2 separate regions of the Mus musculus genome follow, and region 2 is linked to region 1. The links are chromatin contacts, called in public HiChIP or PLAC-seq maps. All regions are on one chromosome and are shown on one strand. Each heading gives the region's core, a stretch centred on a gene start, on an enhancer-like site or on the middle of the called end of the contact. The rest is flanking DNA. Distances are from core to core; before and after follow the strand shown.

Evidence for each region. HiChIP or PLAC-seq counts read pairs in DNA pulled down with a chosen protein or histone mark.
Region 2: a contact with region 1 is called in an H3K4me3 HiChIP or PLAC-seq map of stem cell-derived neural progenitor cells, with 12 read pairs. The contact joins the promoter of Sfta3-ps here to the enhancer-like site in region 1. A contact is called at or near these places in 4 of 39 promoter capture datasets (the C10 cell line, cranial neural crest, hippocampal neurons and 1 more), 1 of 484 Hi-C or Micro-C datasets (embryonic stem cells), 10 of 115 datasets of contacts at active chromatin or transcription factors (craniofacial prominence, embryonic forebrain, embryonic hindbrain and 6 more) and 2 of 9 other capture datasets (adipose tissue and liver).

Annotation. Positions count from the first base shown.
Region 1 is chr12:55,938,023-55,941,230 of GRCm38.p6, reverse strand. No RefSeq gene overlaps it. Among named protein-coding and RNA genes, the nearest start is that of Gm22296, 29 kb to the right of the region's middle. Within about 2 kb of position 1,495, at least 32 of the 459 cell types and tissues checked have an H3K27ac peak or open chromatin away from gene starts, as enhancers often do. A contact at or near this core is called in stem cell-derived neural progenitor cells, where this site is marked.
Region 2 is chr12:56,527,810-56,531,017 of GRCm38.p6, reverse strand. Sfta3-ps (surfactant associated 3, pseudogene) reads left to right here and starts at 1,598. Exons shown (of 7, transcript NR_045082.1): 1 at 1,598-2,210.

The sequences.
Region 1 (3,208 bases), core at 246-2,745:
CCTTACATTACAACTAGACAGTCTATTAAGTCATTATTCCCAAGTGCTATCTACTCAGTTGAAGCTCAAAAAACAAACTACTACGTGTTTAAGCTCTTACATAGCAAATGCCTTTAATAAGCACAGCTTTGGAGGGTGAATCAGGAACCCAATTCTACCAAGCTGCTTAGGTGACAAAAGCAAGTCATGGAAGACTTTGAAAGGTCATGAGTGCCTGTCCACCTGAAAAGAGGACTATATTTGACTCCAAAAGAAAGTCAAGAGAATAGTCACACTAAATATTTTTATTCCAGTATTAGTCAGCTCAGGCCGCCATAAAAACAACGCAAATACTTTTCCTCGGGAAGTCTGAGAAGAGGAACCAGCTTGGTCAGCCTCTAGCAAGGGTCCACTCTCTAGTGTGTGGGTAGTGGCCACCTCCTCCGTGCACGGAGCTCCCCCCAGTAAACACAGAAGTCCAGTCTGCATCAGACGGTGTGGGTGAGGGGTGCCCACAGGTTCAGGAACAATTCTTTCCAGGGTCTGTGATGCTCATGATCTGATGGAGGGCTCACACAAGCCCTAACCTATGCTGGTATTCTGTCTCTAACCTTTACATGTGTTCCTCAACCCTGGTACCTGGGCAGCTACTATCAGCTAACACACTAACAGAAACAAACACTCTTCTTCTCAGGACACAGATCATTTCAGATCGTGATGTTTAACCATAGAACTTCATGTGGACCGTATGTCCAAGCACAGTAACACTGGAGGTTAGAGCTTTGATGTACGAATTCTGAGCGAACACTGTTCAGCCCGTAACAATCTACTTACTCTGAGAGTCAGAAATTCAGATAATAATTTAATTTATCTCTGAATATTTAGGAAATAAGCATTTTTATTATTACTTTTTAATTAATTTATTTTTACACTACATATTCCATTCCCTGTGCCACCCCCAGAAATAAGCATTTTTTAAAAAGGTTTTTTTTTTTAACCATGAAGCCAGCAGGATGAGAACTCAGAACCAAGAACTCAGAACTCAGAACTCACGATATAAATAGATTCATGGTAGACAAAGCCAGCTGAAATCAGGATGCTTTGTTTTGTTCAACCTTTTACGTACATACTAGGTACTTCTATCTAAATATGGAACGAGAAGTCTATCTTGGATAAAAATAAAAGTCCCATCCTTTGTTTTCCAGTTGCACATATTTTTGTCTTTAGTCCTCTTATTTGAAGTATAAAATTAAACAGGAAAACATGTATGAATCAAATACTGTGGCCCATCTCTGGACTTGCTCCCACAGGCTAACTCTATTCAGAAAGCGTGTGGTTTTTCCCTACGACATGTGAAGTACAATACAGAAATTCATCTTTTTAGTGAACTGTGCCTTTCCCCCAAGATTTTTATTTTGCATTTAACAAAATAACAGCAAATTTCAGGTATTAGGAGGATCGAAACAACCTCTTCTATTCTGTTGTCCGCAGAGCACCATCTTTTATTCATGGCTTCTCTTGTGGTGCTGGGAGGCAGATTCTGTTGCTATAGCAACGCCCTGCATATCCTTGGGGATAGCTTACAGTTTCACTTTTTTCAAAAAAAAAAAAAAAAAAAAACCAACAACAACAAAGAGCCATTGATACTACACGTTGCTAAAGGTTATAAAAGTTGAATTCTAAAATGAAAATATTTCCTCTACAGAAGTGGCAGACCATATGCATTCCACAAATTCAAAGAGATCTGTAAGGATGTGACCTCTGTGTGAATGCTGATGAAGCCGGGATGGTAGTGCCTGGCTTCAGTGGATCATTCACAGCCAAAGTAGTCAAAGTGTCTACCTTGTTTTCTAAGACCACTGTGGCAAATAAAGGGTCGTTGGCAGTGTCCCTAAGGACCCAAAAGCAAGAAAATAAAACAAAAATTTTAAAACAAACCAACAAACCAGAGGTCCTATCAATACATTCTGTTTGTTACTTTGCAATCACCTTCTTATCCCCACCCCCAACCAAAATGAACTGCTACATAAAATCCAATTACACTCTGACAGCAAATAGATCCTCAATGAGTGGTTGTTCCTCGGAATAGATATTAAACGTAGGACATTGTCAAGAGCTCTGAATCTGTGTTCCTTGTTTCACTTAAACTGTATCCTCCTGTCCTCTATAAGGAAAAGAATGCCTTAGCTGTACCCATAGGAAAGGGAACATATTTTCAAGCATTCCCTTTGAGATAAGTCATCTCAGCCCTCCAGAAGTCCAAAGGGTGCACTAAGATAGGAGGAGAAGTTGGGGAATTGCTTCCTAGAAAAATGGCCGTAAGCCCTTAGAGTGGGGCCAGGAGTGGAAATCTGGATTTGCACAATAGGATCTGCTGACTGAAAATATAGATAAAATGTAAAAACTGACCCAAGTCATTCCACCTACTAGAGCCAGATTCACTAGGGTAAAGGAGTTGTTATTTTTTTTAAAATAGACCAAGAAAGCATTACAATTCAAGGCTTTCATTCATCCATCAGTATTTACTAATTATGCATTATCTTATAAGCCACTCAAATGCTTTCTAAACTCATAATTGCACTCTTAAAGAGCTAGGCTCTAATTTAAAAAAAAAAAAAAAACTTCATGAGGGGCTGGAGAAATGGCCCAGAGGTTAAGAACACTGATTACTCTTCCAAAGGTCCTGAGTTCAAATCCCAGCAACCACATGGTGGCTCACAACCATCTGTAATGGGATCCGACACCCTCTTCTGGTGTGTCTGAAGACAGCTACAGTGTCCTTACATATAATAATAAATAAATCTTTAAAAAAAAAAAAAAAGGACACAGTAAGACTTCATGAGCATATGTTCCACAGCTGTAGTCCAGAGGATGCTATTAAAAACTAGTTCCAAAGGTTCTCACCGCTATTAACAAGTATTGTATTCCAAATATTGCCTACTAAGAAGCAAAATCTCTCAGCAAATTTTTTTTTGTCAACCACATCTTGGACAGCTTCGTTATTAAAATAAATGATGGCATAAGTAGGTTATAACACATTAAGTAAAAAACAAATACAAGCACTAACCACACTCCGGATTGCTGTGTGTTCGTGGCAAACCTGAGCTATGTGATGAGTGCCAGGCCAACCTGGGAAACTTGTGAGATTTCGTCTCAAAATAGGAGCAGGAGGGGGGGAAATGGCTCAGCCATTCAAAGCATTTGCTGCTCCTGCAGAGGACTTGGGTTT
Region 2 (3,208 bases), core at 349-2,848, 590 kb before region 1:
GCAGAGACAAAAATTATAGCTCCTTGGGTGAACTGTTGTTGATTTGTATGGTCGCCCCTGGCAAAGTGATACAGGCAAGGCAGCCTGTGGGCAGCAGATGCAGGTGCCTGCAAGGGTCTGTTATGGCGATTGATGAGCTTTTAGTACAAGGTCACTCTTCACTGAGATATTCAACTATCTTTTCCCTGCTAACCTCCCATCTCTCCTCTTTCCATCATCTTCTATCACATTCTGTTTTCAGTTTTTCTCCACTGTATCTATCCCCCAGAATCTTGGGTTTGGTTTGGTTTTGTTGTTGGGTTTTGTTTTGTTTTTGTTTTGTTTTTTTAAACGCATGGACTTAAATCTGACAGTCTTTTCACTGATGACCAGGGAATTTCTACCTTGTCGTGCCTTAGTAATGGGAGCTGGTTTCTCTTCCTGAGAAAACCAGTCCTGCCTTTTGGGATATGGCTTCTCATAGCTTGAAGGTACTCTGATATTCTGAAAGGACAGTTGGTTGACTCTCCTGAGAGCCTACAGGGTATGTGTGGGGTTCCTCTTAGCAGACCTCACATTTTGGGGGGAAAAAATGAAACCAGGAAAGCATAATTATTTCTGTTCGTACAAGGAGTGCAGGCTGTTCTTGCTCAGGAGAGGCAGGTGTTGGCAGCTGCTGTTCAACTCCTAAGTGAGGGTTGAGTTTAGCCCTACCAGTTCCACTGGCCAGCACAAGCCCAGACAGGGACAGGGCCTAGCCTGCTCTAGACACAAGCTGCCCTTGCTCTCTGCATTGTAAAAGAGTAACAATATGAGGGTAATGTAGCACTCTGTCTTATCTTCCTTGGGTTAGTTGGAGTTCCTAGCAAATACATTCTTCCCCAGCCGGTTTAGCTTGAAGTCTGTTTACTTGTCCCTGAGATAGGTGAACTCAGAGGGCCCTGGCAATGAGACCCAACAAACTGGGCTTTGGTCCTCTCTTGTCATCATTCACTCTGATTCTCCCAGCTCCTACCTAGGGAACGTGTGTCAGCTACAGAAGCAATCTTAGGATGTTGACTGGGGCGTGTCTCTTTAGGAAACTAGGAGCTGGGTTTAAGGTGAGCTGGATTCAAGGTTTAAGTCCCCACAGTTTGGAGACACCTACCAGCACACAATCTGCAAACTGATCGGCATCTAGAAGAGGTCTTCTCTTATTTAAGGCTTTCAAAAACTCAGGCTCAGGTCGGTTCTGACCTCCCAGGAAAAGAAATAAACATTCTGGAGATGCCCTGGCACTGAGCTGGTGGAAGATGGGCAAGCTTTCCCAGTGAGCCGATAGAACAAATGTCCTAGAAACTGCCCCCTGACAAGTATCCCACCCAACCCAGGCCGCGATGGCTCAGGCAGTGGGGGGATTTTGCAGACAGCATCCTCCTCTTTGCTCCTCTCCCCCACCCCACCCAACCCTGCCGTGTAAACACGAGGACTTTCTCGAGAGCCCTGGAGAGCCGCTCTAGTGGCTTCGGGGCCTGAAACCCCAGGCTTGGCTTGTTTGATGTTTAGCATCCCAAAGCGGCTCCCCACCCCCGCCCCAGCCTGGGAACCCCGAGCTCTGGGGCCGAAGAGAAGGGGAAGCAGTTCTCTCAGCTGGAGGGCGGTGGATTGGCTGGGCTTAGAGAAGTGGCGAAAGCTACAGGACAGAGGCGCCCTGAGTGGGAGAGAAAGGGATCCCGGGATGGTGCGGCCATCCACTAGGATAGAGCTGGGGTCCTAAAGGCCAAGAGGCAGACGAGGAAAGAAATGTCACAGTTTGTGGGAATACACTGGAGATAGGGCCTAGCCAGGTGGAGATAGCTTGGAGCCCGCGAAAACAAGGTAAGCGGTGTCTGGGTCCAGTTAGCGAGACCGGCGTTCACGTCTGCGGGGCTATCAGGGCCTCGAGGAGACAGCGCTCCGTGCCACTGCTTAGTGCTTGGCCTTTCGTAGGGATGGACTTGCTTGAGAGTCTTCCAAGAGATTTTTAAGTGATCTGGACTGGGAGCTCCATTGGCGATGTTTGGATCTGGTTTTGATTTTGAAAGCCCAGGAAGATTCGCAGACTTTCGAGGCCGCACACTCTTCGGGCTGCCCGGAATCTGGGCAGCGATGAGGACTGAGAAGCTGTCTCAAGACCTGAGTCTCTTCTCAGGCGATCCCAGATAAGAGGAAGGAGAGAGAGGTTTTCTGACTTCCAACTCATTAGGGACCAGGTAAGGTCAATGCTTTCTCTATTATGTCTTTATCTTAAAAGCCGGCCAATTTAAGATGGGGGGTGGGGGGAGAGGGATACAGAATCTGTGTGAACCATGCTGATATAGGCTAAATGGCTACTGCCTGATGAGCTAAAGTCAACCAGGCAGGTGTTCAGTTTTTATAAGCAAGGAGTTGAAGACGAATCGGCTAGCATAGTTTCTCCTCCTTCGCATCCCTCCCCAGTTATTAGAGCGAAGCCGGGCGAGCAGACGGTTTTATTAGTTGGGAAGTCCTTTGGGAAATGTGAATCTGAGATAACATGATCCTTCCGCTATTTAGAAGCTTGTTTCAAACGAAAAGACATGGCCTAAGGGTATTGGAAGGGATGGAGGTGGTGTTTTCCTTGCTCAGCTTGTTCCCAGATGCCTGGAGCCACCTTCATCGGTCCTTGCTACTTTACTGGTTGTGTGTGCTTCACTGTACCATTGTGTCTCTGGGGCTTCAGCTCACCTTCAGTGGCACCCAGTTTGGGATCCTGCCTCAACAAAAAGTTTTCTGGTGTCTCTTCAAGTGGGTGGCTTTTGGAAGGTGTGGCCTCTCTGCAGTTACCCTCTCAGCATCCCAAGGAATTGGTATGGGTGAAAGTAAAGTATGTATTTTATTGAAGGGCTGAGTCAAGGGCGGCATGAACCCTCACCTCCACCCCACACATTTGCATTTCTGAACTTTCTTTAATGATGATGTCTTAAAGGAATGGAAGAAGAGCTAGGTCAGCGAGACAGCACAAGGCTTGCCACATCTGAAACCACAGCTGAAGTGGTGGCTGCATTTCTTCTTGATAGTGACCTAATGCCAACTTGGAGAGTATCTAGGTGCACCCCTGGTCTCTGTCCTCATTTGATAAGTTCCCATTTTATTTCTGCTTCCTAGACATTTATCCCCTTTATTGTTATGGCTTCTTGCATAATTTTGGATAACATTTTCCTATTTTAATGTCTTTTTGGTTGGGGGTAGG